4 separate regions of the Mus musculus genome follow, and all the other regions are linked to region 4. A link is a contact called in public promoter capture Hi-C data. All regions are on one chromosome and are shown on one strand. Each heading gives the region's core, a stretch centred on a gene start, on an enhancer-like site or on the middle of the called end of the contact. The rest is flanking DNA. Distances are from core to core; before and after follow the strand shown.

Region 1 (2,700 bases), core at 149-2,648, 340 kb before region 4:
TCGTCGTCGTCCTCTGAGCATTTGGCTGAGGAGAGCGAAGAGCACTTGCAGCCTTGCGGTGCGCCCCCGCCGGCCCCCGCCCCAGCTCCGCCGCGGTGGTTACTGCCTTTGCCTTCTTTCTTGTGCTTCACCCGGCGGTTCTGAAACCAGATCTTCACCTGCTTCTCGGACAGGTTCAGATAGGTCGCGATCTCGATGCGCCGCAGGCGGGAGAGGTACATGTTGGAGGCGAACTCTCGCTCCAGCTCCAGGAGCTGTGTGCTGGTGAACGCCGTCCGCATCCTCTTGCTGCTGGGCAGCTGGTTCGAGCTGCTGTCTGGAGGGCGATGGGGGGGGGGGGGAGGGAGGGAAAGAGAGAGAGAGAGAGAGAGAGAGAGAGAGAGAGAGAGAGAGAGAGAGAGATCATCAAACCTCTGAGCCTTGGGCCTAATTTCCCGCTGAACTGAGGCTAGCCTCAACCTTGGAATCAGGCACACATCCCTTCCATCCTTCCATTCATCACTCCACAGGCGGGTGCCTCCTTGCCAAGTCACAGACTCCAATTCTCCTCGGAATCGGTTGTCCCTAACACCCCTTTAAGGAACATCTCAAAGCTGGCCTTAACCCCTTCCCCTTCGCCCCAGGATCTTTCTGGCTTCTCCCCGGTTCCTACGTCCGGTCCCAGTCTAGCACTGTGAGCGCCCCTCGAGTATCCTCACCGTCCCCCATAGCGCGCCGTTTCCCCATCCCTAGCTCACTCACTTCCCCCCACCCCGGGACCACCGCCCCCCAATTTCGCGCGGGGACCCCGCTTACCCACAGAGATGCAGTGAAACTGTCTGGGATCCGGCAGCGGGTAGGAGGTCTGGTAGAGTGCAGCAGCTGCTGCGGCCGCAGCCGGGCCGTGGGCGACTCCAGGGGACACGGAGTGCTGGCGGCCCAGGGGTGCGTGGCAGTACTGCGATCCGAAGGGAGGGAAGGACGCCTTGAGTAGCGGCAGTGCCGGCGGCCCGGGGGGCCCGTGCAGCTGCGAAGCGGTGACACAGAGGGGACACACGCACAGCAAGCCGGCCTTGCGCGCGTGGCAGGCGCCCGGCGAGAGGCCGTGGAGCGCGTGCGGCGGCGGGACCGCGTAGGGGAAGAGCGGTGGCGGGCTGCCCTCCGGAGCCTTCTTGTCGCTGGCTTCCCGCAGCACAAGGGAATCCACCAGGAAGGAGCGCGGCATGGCTCCGGCGCGCGGTCCACCTGCCGCCAGCCCGCCCCTGGAGCCCGAGGGAACTGCAGATCCTGTCGTAGCTTCCCCTGGCCGCGGCCACCCGCAGCTTCCCGGGCCCCGGAGGCTCCACGCGCGGCTCAAGCCCGGGCTGGAATCACCTTGGCTGCTGCTGCGGGCACCTCCCGGAGCGGGCGAGGTGCTGGCCAGCGCTAGTGGTGCTGAAAGACGCCGGCGGCGCCGCTTAAATAGGACTATTGCCATGTGATGGGCTACGCCAGGAGCGGCCGGGGCCTCTCAATAGGGTTTTTGTGCCCTTTCTCTTGGCATTCACTCTGCACGCTTCCTCATTATTTCACTTGTTAACTAAATGAACTGCATAATGTACTCTATTCTTGTCAACCCCACCCACGCCGTAACAGGCGCACTCGCCCCCCTCCTCTTCCCTTTTCGGGTTTATTTTCTCATTCTCCCGCGATTTAATATTCTTTTCTTTCTCTTTATTTCTTACTTTCCTTTGGCTTTGCGCTGGCGATCGGTCCATTTATCTTATTGATTTCCGCACCCGTGCTGCCTCGCTTGCACAGATCCCCGTGGGCGCACACCCATCTCCTCTGCCCACTTGATCCTGGTCCCTTTCTTTCTGTTACTTCTTCCTTGCTCGTTCCCCCCACCCCAGTTCCACCAAGTGTATCGCTTTCGCTTAGTTCTCGAAGCTCAGCTCTGCATCCTATGAAGCATCCTAATGGGCGGCCACCATTCCCACCTGTGGAGTCTCTTCTCTCGCACTATTTGGAGACAGAAAAACAAGGTTTCTGAGTGCGCCTCAGAGGATGAGAGAAAGGCTCCCTAGTCCTCATTGGAGACTAACCTCATCTCTGTCCGTGTTTTCTCAGAAAATCAAAGGCTCCCAATTTTGGTGTTGCCTGTGACTCCTCATCTTTGTTCGGTGGACCCTTGGCCAACCAGCTCTTCCCTTCAACAACAGGGCCGTGTATGTAAAGAAATAGCAACAAAACAAGTACGCGGGTGGGTAGTCTTTGAAAATACGGACAGATACATAGCAAGGGGAGTGAGAGCCGAATTCGTGGGTATGAAGCTTTCCCACCCCACCAAACGTGGTGAGTGTGGATGGTGTAGACTCTCACAGACGTTGCGCGCGCACTCTCCACTCGCACACACTCCACTAGACACGCCGGTGCACTCGAAAGCGTTGCTTCCCACGGCTGGAGAGAAAGGAAGAGCACTCTTCTGTCTTTCCCAGTTTCTGTTGCCCTTTGCTTCCTCCTACCGTCGCCGCACTCTTTTTTTTCTTTCTTTCTGGTAACACAATGGTTAAACAACTTCAAATGCCACGCTCTGTGTACACAGCTTCAGTTTTTTAAAAAAATCATCCCGGGATTCAGAGCTGTCTCTGTCCCTGTGCGTTTAACATACAATGAGAAATTAGCATAAAAGATTTCGAATTTACTACTTTCGATTTTACAAATCGCCACAGTCACCTGCTC
Region 2 (2,700 bases), core at 66-2,565, 510 kb before region 4:
GTCTCAGTAGTTAAGAACACAGGCTGCTCTTGCAGAGGACCTGGGTTTAATTCCCAGTACCCACATGGTGGCTCATAGCCATCTGTAGCTTTAGCTCCAGCTCTGGGGGGTGGGGGGGACCTTAACGCCCTCTTCTGGCCTCTGAGGGCTCCAGGCATGTACATGGTACACAAACACACATGCAGGCTAGCAGTCATACACATAACTTCTCTACATGTGTGTGACGAACCTTGATAACAAATACACAGACTTCTTTTTACCTGACACGGGCTCTGTAAAAGGTTTATATGGGCTTTATTCACGTGACATCATGGTCCAGTTTTTAAGATGGGTTCAGAATCGTTTCTGATTTTTCTGGGGACTCATTGTTTACAGAAACAAACCAACTTTCTGTGGGGCACCCAGACAGAACACACAGATTGCTCATAAGGCCTGAAGATGGTGGTTACTTGAACAGGATGTGAGAGACTCTAACAAGAGACTTAAACAGGCCTGCCTGTTTTATCTCGCCCCCGCCTAGTGATTGCTTCTCTTGCAGGCCCCTTCCCTTTCATCCAAGACAACATCTCCTTCTATGCGACCATTGGGCTCTGTCTCCCCTTCATTGTTGTTCTCATTGTGTTGATCTGCCACAAATACAAAAAGGTAAAAACCGGTTGGCGAAGGCTCATCCCTGTCGTGACTCTGCAGCGCTGCTGACCCGCTGTTCATCTCTCAAGCAATTTAGGTACGAGAGTCAGCTGCAGATGATCCAGGTGACTGGCCCCCTGGATAACGAGTACTTCTACGTTGACTTCAGGGACTATGAATATGACCTTAAGTGGGAGTTCCCGAGAGAGAACTTAGAGTTTGGTAAGGATTGACTGTTCAGAGCTTCGGTGGCATTGCCTCTGCCTTGCAAACATTTTTTTAACCCGCACTTACTCCATCTTTACAGGGAAGGTCCTGGGGTCTGGCGCTTTCGGGAGGGTGATGAACGCCACGGCCTATGGCATTAGTAAAACGGGAGTCTCAATTCAGGTGGCGGTGAAGATGCTAAAAGGTACCAAAAGGTGGGGTTATCTCAGCAAAGTCCCTCAGAGAACGAGTCCAGCTGCCTCCCCTCCCCTTCTTCTGCCCTCTGCATTATTCTGTCTGCTAAGCACTGAGGGTTAACGAGAAGCAGGCAGGGGCAGTCGTGAGCAAAGACTGCAAGCAGGGAAGGCAAGCCCCCACCCCTTCCTCTTTCTCATCGTTCAGTTGGTATCAGCTTCTGTGTTACAGTTTGACACAGATTCTGGGTAGAAAACACACCGGGGACTTCTCACTTCCCACTCTGTCCCATCCTCTCCCATCTGGCATCCACCCTCGAGCAGGGCCACCCTCAGCCGATTCTTAACCCAGCGCAGAGGATTGAATCCAGGATTTTGTGAATGCTAGGCAAGTCCTCTACCTCAGAAATACATCCCCAGCCTGTCATTCTATAACACGATGTCTTGCTATATAGGTCAGGCAGGCCTTGAACTCACAACTTCAAGAATGCTGAGATGTATCATCCCCTCGGGACTGATGGCCCATTCTTTTGCTGAGGTGTTCCCTGTAAGGATAAAGGGAGCCCCTCTCTCCAAACACACACACACACACACACACACACACACACACACACTACAGAGAGAGTGACAGAGACAGAGAGAGAGAGACAGAGACAGAGAGAGAGGCAGAGAGAGACAGAGACAGAGAGTCACTGAAGTGCATTGCAGTACGCAGACCAAAAGGAGAAATGGCACACAGGACATCATGGACAGAAATCTCACAGTCACCTCCTAGCCAGGTGACTGATGATGCTATACATCCTGGGTTACAGAAAGAAACGGAAGCTGGAACTGTTAGAGGATAGCTTTAGGATACATACATTTGCCGGGCGGTGGTGGTGCACACCTTTAATCCCAGCACTTGGGAGGCAGAGGCAGGTGGATTTCTGAGTTCGAGGCCAGCCTGGTCTACAGAGTGAGTTTCAGGACAGCCAGGGCTATACTGAGAAACCCTGTCTCAAAAAAACAAAACAAAACAAAACAGGATACATACATTTTCTGTAGATCAAATTCAGGATGTGAAAAGGGATAGACTTTCCCCTCTGATATCTGCAAGGTACAAAACCTTGAAGCAATGTCAGAACACGATCACTTGTTACATCCGGGGAACAGATATGAAGGTTTCTTTTTACACTGTTTTTCTTCACCCGTACATCCTAGTTCCACAGAATAAGGAGTGTCGTCGCTGTGGTATTCCCATATGTATACTTTGGTCCAGTTCACTAGCACCGTTCCCCCTCCCCTCGTCAATTCTCTTCCTGTCGGTCCATTTCTTCTTCTCAAATAGCTCCCCCCTCTACTTCCGTGCCTTTTCCTTTTAATCTCGATCCTACATATGAGAGATGATGCACTGCTTGTCTTCCTGAGTTTGGCTTTTTTACTTAACATCCCAGTGTCTGGTTCCATCCATCTTCCTGCAGATGGCCCATCCCGTTCTTCGCAGCCAAATACACCACTTCCTATGGATCGTATTTCCAACATCCATCCATCCATCTGTGGCAGGCCCCTAGGCTGGTTAGATAGCATGTTGATTGTAATAGTGCCAACATCGACTTCCTGTGTGGAGTTCCTTATGCCTCCACTCGCTCCACGCACTCACCAAGGACCCCCCTCTATAACCCAGCTTCAT
Region 3 (2,700 bases), core at 33-2,532, 260 kb after region 4:
TGGTTGTGAGTCACCTTATACGCGCCTGGAACTGAACCCAGGTCCACTGCAAGAGCAGTCAGAGCATGTAACCACTGAGCCACCTCTCCAGCCCCACATTGCTCATTTCCCATTGCTCTGTTCTAAAAATGCTTCCGCTTATTACAAAGAAATGAAAAGAGACAGGAGCATCCCTTCACAGCAGTACCTGCTACCTGGGATAATGTTGATTTTTGTCTTACCACTGGTCCAGGGTGTGTCTGTGAGTGCTAAGATAATGTCTTCGTGAATTTGTTCACGCAGGCTTTCAAACGGTCCTTGACGCAAGTGATGTCTCCTTTCCATACACACGACTATTAAACTCCATAGAACCTCGTTTCTTAAAGTGTGACCCGCAGGTCGGCATCACCAGCATCTTGGGACTGACGCCGGGACCCCAACCCCAGAACTGCTGGTTTCTAAGTCAAGTTTCAGAAGTGTTGCCGCAGGGAATACAGGACTCAGAAAGAGTCCTGGAGCCTTTTGGGGGACATGAGAAGACTCAGCAGAAAACTCAACAGCTCCACGTGTCCCAAAGCAGAATGTCCAGGGAGAGAGTTCAGAAGCAGTGTGAGAGCTCAGGTTGGGCGGAACGGATCTGCTGCATTATGGCAAGGTCACACCGGGTTTAGTGTGTTGCCTTAGTGAGAAAGGGGGAAGGGGCGGCTAGAGGAAGGTTGTAACCAGGGAGGTGAAGGGAGGGTTTTGGTACCAGGAGCATGACACGGTAGAGACAGCTGCTGATGGATGCGCGCGGGGCTGGGGCTGGGGTGGGGGAACATGGGGTAAAAAGAGATCTAAGACTTGGAGCCTGGTAGGCTGGAGTAGGAATTTCAGTGAGACACAGGGGAGGCAGATGCATCTGATGATAACCCCATATGAAGGGTCCTCAGGATCCTTTGCCTTGCACAACATTGAGGTCACACGGAAATAGGACTTTTCTCCTCCCACCTTTAGGCTGGAGAGCGTGATTAAATTTAAGATCTGATCCGGTTCCAGGATGAGAGACACAGGCTAGTCCTTTTCCGGCAGGCAACCTTCAGGATCTTAACCCTAGACTCCGCGGATGAGGTACAGGAAACAATAAATTAATAAGTGTCACTTGGGTACTTAAATGAATTGGGTTTGGGCCAGTGCCTGAAGGAAGCTTTTGCAAGAATGCCCTAAATGATTTCCACTCGCGAACGGCTCCGAGAGTGCCTAATAAGTGCAGCTGGGCGATCTAAGTAGCAGCAGCTCCTATCCAGTTAAGCGAACGTCCCCAAGGGAACAATAATTTGCAGACCGGCCAACTGCAATCTAAGAGAGGGAGTCGCTTGCTGTTGTAAGTCTCCTCCGCCAGCCCTAACCTGCTTACCCCGCATTCCTCCTGTTCATCCCGAAAACCCGGCCGTTTACAATTCTTTAGGGGAAAGCATAAGAAGCCGAGCCCCAGGGTCAAGGGCGCCTCGGGGAAGCCACAGGATCAAAGTAGGTCGCCAGACTCTCCGGCCGTTCGAGTGGGTCTTCGCATGACTGTTGCAGGCGGGCGTCCACGGTGGCGGGCTCCCGCCCCTCACGCAGCTGCGACCTGCGGGGGCGCGCGCAGCCTCGTGGGGTTCCCGCGGATGCGCGCCCGGCGGGGAGCGCGGAGGGCGGAGAGCCGGGCGCGAGCACCGCAGCTCACCTGCCGCGGGCGCCACCACGGACGTGCCACGCGGGTGGCCCGAGCTATTCGGCAGCACTGAAGGAGCCACCCCTCGGCCAGGGCGTGCCAAGGTGACCCCCGGTAACCCCCTGCCCCGCAGGCTGCGCGTCCCCGCTGCTAGGGGAGCGGTGCCAAATGCATGCATATCTTTCTCTCTGTCTGTCTGGGCACCTCTGTGGTACACACCTACCTTTTTTGTAGCCCTTGCACTCTGAGCGGTGCACATGGGAGAGACTGGGACCCCACCCCTTTGTTTGAGTCTGGAGGTGTGTTTGGGGGTGTGCTCGCGCGTGAGGTATGTTTGGGAAGGGTGGGAGTTTGGGGCCCTTAAAATATTCCACCCTCCTGCAGACTTGTGGCTGCTGGGCGGTGCTCTCTCAGCAGCCCAGATGTCAAACAGTTGTTGGTTTTCGGCATGGGAGATGCAATTAGCCAATGTCGGTTTTCAGCGTTTTGGCAAGTGTGCGAGTGTGCATGTGCCGCCTCGGGAGTCCTGATCCGTGTTTCCCTCAGAGACAAACAGCATTTCGGTTGCAGACTTTAGCTTTTGTTTTTAATTCCTGAAGCTCGTGGCATTTTGACACTGATAGCTGAGCCCAGGGTTGTCTGTCTTTCTCTGTGTGTTTTGCATGATCTTGGATTGGCACCCTACTGTACCCAAACATTAAAAAGCCTGTCTTTCCGTTGAAGAGGACAGGGGTTAAAATGAACGAAGACCCGAAGGTCAATTTAAGCGGGCTGCCTCGGGACTGTATAGATGCCGGTGCTCCAGAGAACATCTCAGCCGCTGTCCCCTCCCAGGGCTCTGTTGCGGAGTCAGAACCCGAGCTCGTTGTCAACCCCTGGGACATTGTCTTGTGCAGCTCAGGAACCCTCATCTGCTGTGAAAATGCCGTTGTGGTCCTTATCATCTTCCACAGCCCCAGCCTGCGAGCCCCCATGTTCCTACTGATAGGCAGCCTGGCTCTTGCAGACCTGCTGGCTGGCCTGGGACT
Region 4 (2,850 bases), core at 37-2,536:
CTGGACCCTTAGTTCCAAGGCTGTGGTTTTTAGATTGTCCCAGGATGTGCTCTGAAAGTGTCAATGCCCGCCCGCCTAGGCAGCTCGGGCACCAGTGGTCAGTCAGGGCTACTGCTGGGAGGGGGTGGCTCAGCCTGTAATCCCAACACTTGGGAGGCTGAGGCATCAAAGATTATAAGGAGTCCAAGCAAACCTGAACTACAAACCAGCCAGGGCTACACAGCAATCTTTAAAATAATTAACTAATTATAATTAGCATTTAAGAGGAAACTAGTTCTAATCAACCATTTCTTGCCACCTAGGAGGGCATCCAACATCCCAACCCTCAGCACACCTTGTGTGCCCACACCTACATATTGGGCATGCTGAGACATCTCACTGAGATCCTGGAGCCAAACACCTCAGCCTGCACCACATACCCTCCTGACAGTCCTTACCTGAATGCCTCCCGGAGTGTCCTGGATCTGTAGGGATAGCTGGTCCCCCTCCACATAGACGAGTCTCGAATACAGTTTGCCTGTACAACGAAGAGGAATTTGCATCTAAGTTCCCACGGCCCCATGAGCAAAATAAAGAGAGAGGGGTGGGGAGGGCAAAGAGATACAAGTACAAGAGCCAGGAAGCACGGAAACATTCTTGCCTGTGTTGGGTTCGTAGTCGCCGATGAATCTCTTGGTCAAGAAGCGCACAATCATTGCTGAAAAAATAAAGTAGGAAAATCAGCTGAAGAAGTGGGTCAAGCTGTTCCAAACTGGGCCCTCAAAGGAACAGCACGCGTCCCCCCAGGTTCCCGGGACAAAGCCCCGCCACCGCGGAGTGCCTTTCCCCGCGGAATGTGATGGACCGGACTAGAGCGACACTCAACAGGCACCAACCCCGTCCAGAGCTCAGAAATGGACCTCTGAAGCAACAGGCAGGGGTCTTCCTGCATCCCGGCATCCCGGCATCCCGGCATCCCTGCGGGTGAAGACCCTCCGCTGTCCCTGGGCGGCTTTGCGCGCCTTTGTCCCACTTACCGCTCTTGCCCACACAACCCGCTCCCAGCACGGCCAGCTTGATGTCCTTGGGCAGGAGGTAGTCAGAGGAGGACTCCGGGATGGGGGCCAGCAGAAAGTGCCCAGACATGGTGAGCGGCCGCATGGGCGCGTCCCGAGACCGCGTTGCACGAGAGCCGCCTGGATACGCGCGGACACAACAGCGCCGGGATGTGGCGCGGCCAGCGGTGCTGCCCAGGCTCTTGGATTTTAAAGAGCTCCGGGAGCGCGGTGGCTGCCTCTGGCGCCTCCTTTTCCCCGCCCCTTCCTGGAAGGGTGGGAGCAGCGCCCGAGCAGGGGACTGTCACCCGCGGGCGTGCGCTCCTCAAGGCTGCCTGACGCGCTCTGCCCGCCCAGCTGCGCGGGTTCCTCCCGGTGCAGCCCAGGGGAGGCCTTTGCTCAAATTGTATTTGCCGTGTCCTGGAGGCAGCCTCCAGTCTGGAGCACCAGCCTAGAGCATGAATCTGAGCCACCGAAAGAGCAAAAGTTTCAATTGGCTGGATGTTTCTAGGACAATGGGAAAGAGATCCCTTTTTGTGTCTTTGTCAAACAGTCCTAATGAGAACCCTGATTTTGATCTTCAGCATCCTGTACACTGAGTGTGGTGGCACACTGGCATGCTATCCTAGCGCTTAGCGGGTAGAGGCAGGAGGGTCAGAAGTTTAAGGTTATTCTTGGTCACATAGAGGGTTTGAGTTCAAGGCCAGTTTGGACTACGTAAAACCCGGTCTCAAATATAAACAACTAAAAAATTTAAAAGGGTCCTGAGGGGTGACATCACTGAGGAAATGGGTAGAGCCAGGGCAAGGTTCCTAATTAACTAATTGAGTATGAATCAAGGTAATTGCAGTCACTTCCCTGTGAACTCCCTTAGGGGGCAGTCATGCCCACAGCTCAGCATCCAAACACAGCCCCTTTCTGCTGTGAACAGATTTACTCAAATTCAATGAGCAACACACTTGGGGCCTGGACCTACCTTACTATTCAAAGATTTCCTGGTAGGTACATGGTGGAACTCAGGATAGGGCGTGGGGAGAAGGGCCCAGAAGATAAACATGGCCTTGTTCTTGGATGCCACCATGACAAGGCTGTGTTTTAGTCTCATCTGCCCAATTGTCTAGACAGTCCTACCCTCATTCTTTCCCTTTTTCCTTCTTAGTTTTATCAGGTAGCTTGAACGGCATGACAAATCACACAGAACTCAATGGCTCGCTCCAACAGACTTTTCTTTCAAAAGATTTATTTACTTTCATGGGTATTCTATCTGCATGTACACCTGCATGCCAGAAGTGGGCATCAGATCCCATTATAAATGGTTGTGAGCCATTATGTGGTTGCTGGGAATTGAACTCAGGACCTCTGGAAGAGCAGCCAGTGCTTTTAACAGCTGAGCCATCTCTTCAGCCCCCCTCCCTCCCCTTTTTCCCCAGACACTGCCCCCGATGCCACATACTCCTGTTCTTCCTAATCTATGCCAGGCTCTGACAAGCTTGATTGAGCTCTCTGAGGCCATAACTGAGAAGTTATGAGCCCTAGGGAAATAGGCTGAGTTGCTCCATCACCAACTCACTCAAGTTTGGCTCATTGGGGAGTTTGGCAAGGCTTGTCCCCAGAGTGGCAGAGCAGAGCCCCAAGACGGTGAGGGAAAGTAGACAAGACCTCTGGAGGCTGGGTGGCTCTAGGGCAGAACCCATCATTCCTGGTGCACTCTGTTGACCAAAGCAAACCCTGATGCCAGCATGAGTTCAGAAGGTGGAGAAATGATGCTTTAGCCCTTTAAGGTCAGAGCAGCAAGCCATATTGGAAAAGGGCTAGC

What was found. Promoter capture Hi-C pulls out the DNA fragments that hold promoters and counts their contacts.
Region 1: a contact with region 4 is called in a promoter capture Hi-C map of liver, with 2.3 times the contacts expected there. The contact joins the promoter of Gsx1 here to the promoter of Rasl11a in region 4. A contact is called at or near these places in 7 of 39 promoter capture datasets (cranial neural crest, embryonic stem cells, hippocampal neurons and 3 more) and 2 of 9 other capture datasets (adipose tissue and liver).
Region 2: a contact with region 4 is called in a promoter capture Hi-C map of hippocampal neurons, with 4 times the contacts expected there. The contact joins the enhancer-like site here to the promoter of Rasl11a in region 4. A contact is called at or near these places in 5 of 39 promoter capture datasets (the C10 cell line, embryonic stem cells, hippocampal neurons and 2 more), 5 of 115 datasets of contacts at active chromatin or transcription factors (the SCID.adh cell line, astrocytes, bone marrow-derived macrophages and 2 more) and 1 of 9 other capture datasets (adipose tissue).
Region 3: a contact with region 4 is called in a promoter capture Hi-C map of pre-B cells, with 4 times the contacts expected there. The contact joins the promoter of Gpr12 here to the promoter of Rasl11a in region 4. A contact is called at or near these places in 5 of 39 promoter capture datasets (the C10 cell line, hippocampal neurons, liver and 1 more), 1 of 115 datasets of contacts at active chromatin or transcription factors (embryonic stem cells) and 2 of 9 other capture datasets (adipose tissue and pancreatic islet).

Annotation. Positions count from the first base shown.
Region 1 is chr5:147,187,394-147,190,093 of GRCm38.p6, reverse strand. Gsx1 (GS homeobox 1) reads right to left here and starts at 1,398. Exons shown (of 2, transcript NM_008178.2): 1 at 796-1,398; 2 at 1-316. The coding sequence starts at 1,204.
Region 2 is chr5:147,352,951-147,355,650 of GRCm38.p6, reverse strand. It overlaps Flt3 (FMS-like tyrosine kinase 3), which reads left to right. Exons shown (of 24, transcript NM_010229.2): 13 at 539-645; 14 at 720-852; 15 at 938-1,042. Among named protein-coding and RNA genes, the nearest start is that of Urad, 32 kb to the right of the region's middle. Within about 2 kb of position 1,315, at least 26 of the 459 cell types and tissues checked have an H3K27ac peak or open chromatin away from gene starts, as enhancers often do. A contact at or near this core is called in the SCID.adh cell line and hippocampal neurons, where this site is marked.
Region 3 is chr5:146,583,821-146,586,520 of GRCm38.p6, reverse strand. It overlaps Gpr12 (G-protein coupled receptor 12), which reads left to right and starts at 1,282. Exons shown (of 2, transcript NM_001359056.1): 1 at 1,282-1,776; 2 at 2,396-2,700. The coding sequence starts at 2,411.
Region 4 is chr5:146,843,507-146,846,356 of GRCm38.p6, reverse strand. It overlaps Rasl11a (RAS-like, family 11, member A), which reads right to left and starts at 1,286. Exons shown (of 4, transcript NM_026864.1): 1 at 1,017-1,286; 2 at 641-697; 3 at 438-517. The coding sequence starts at 1,140.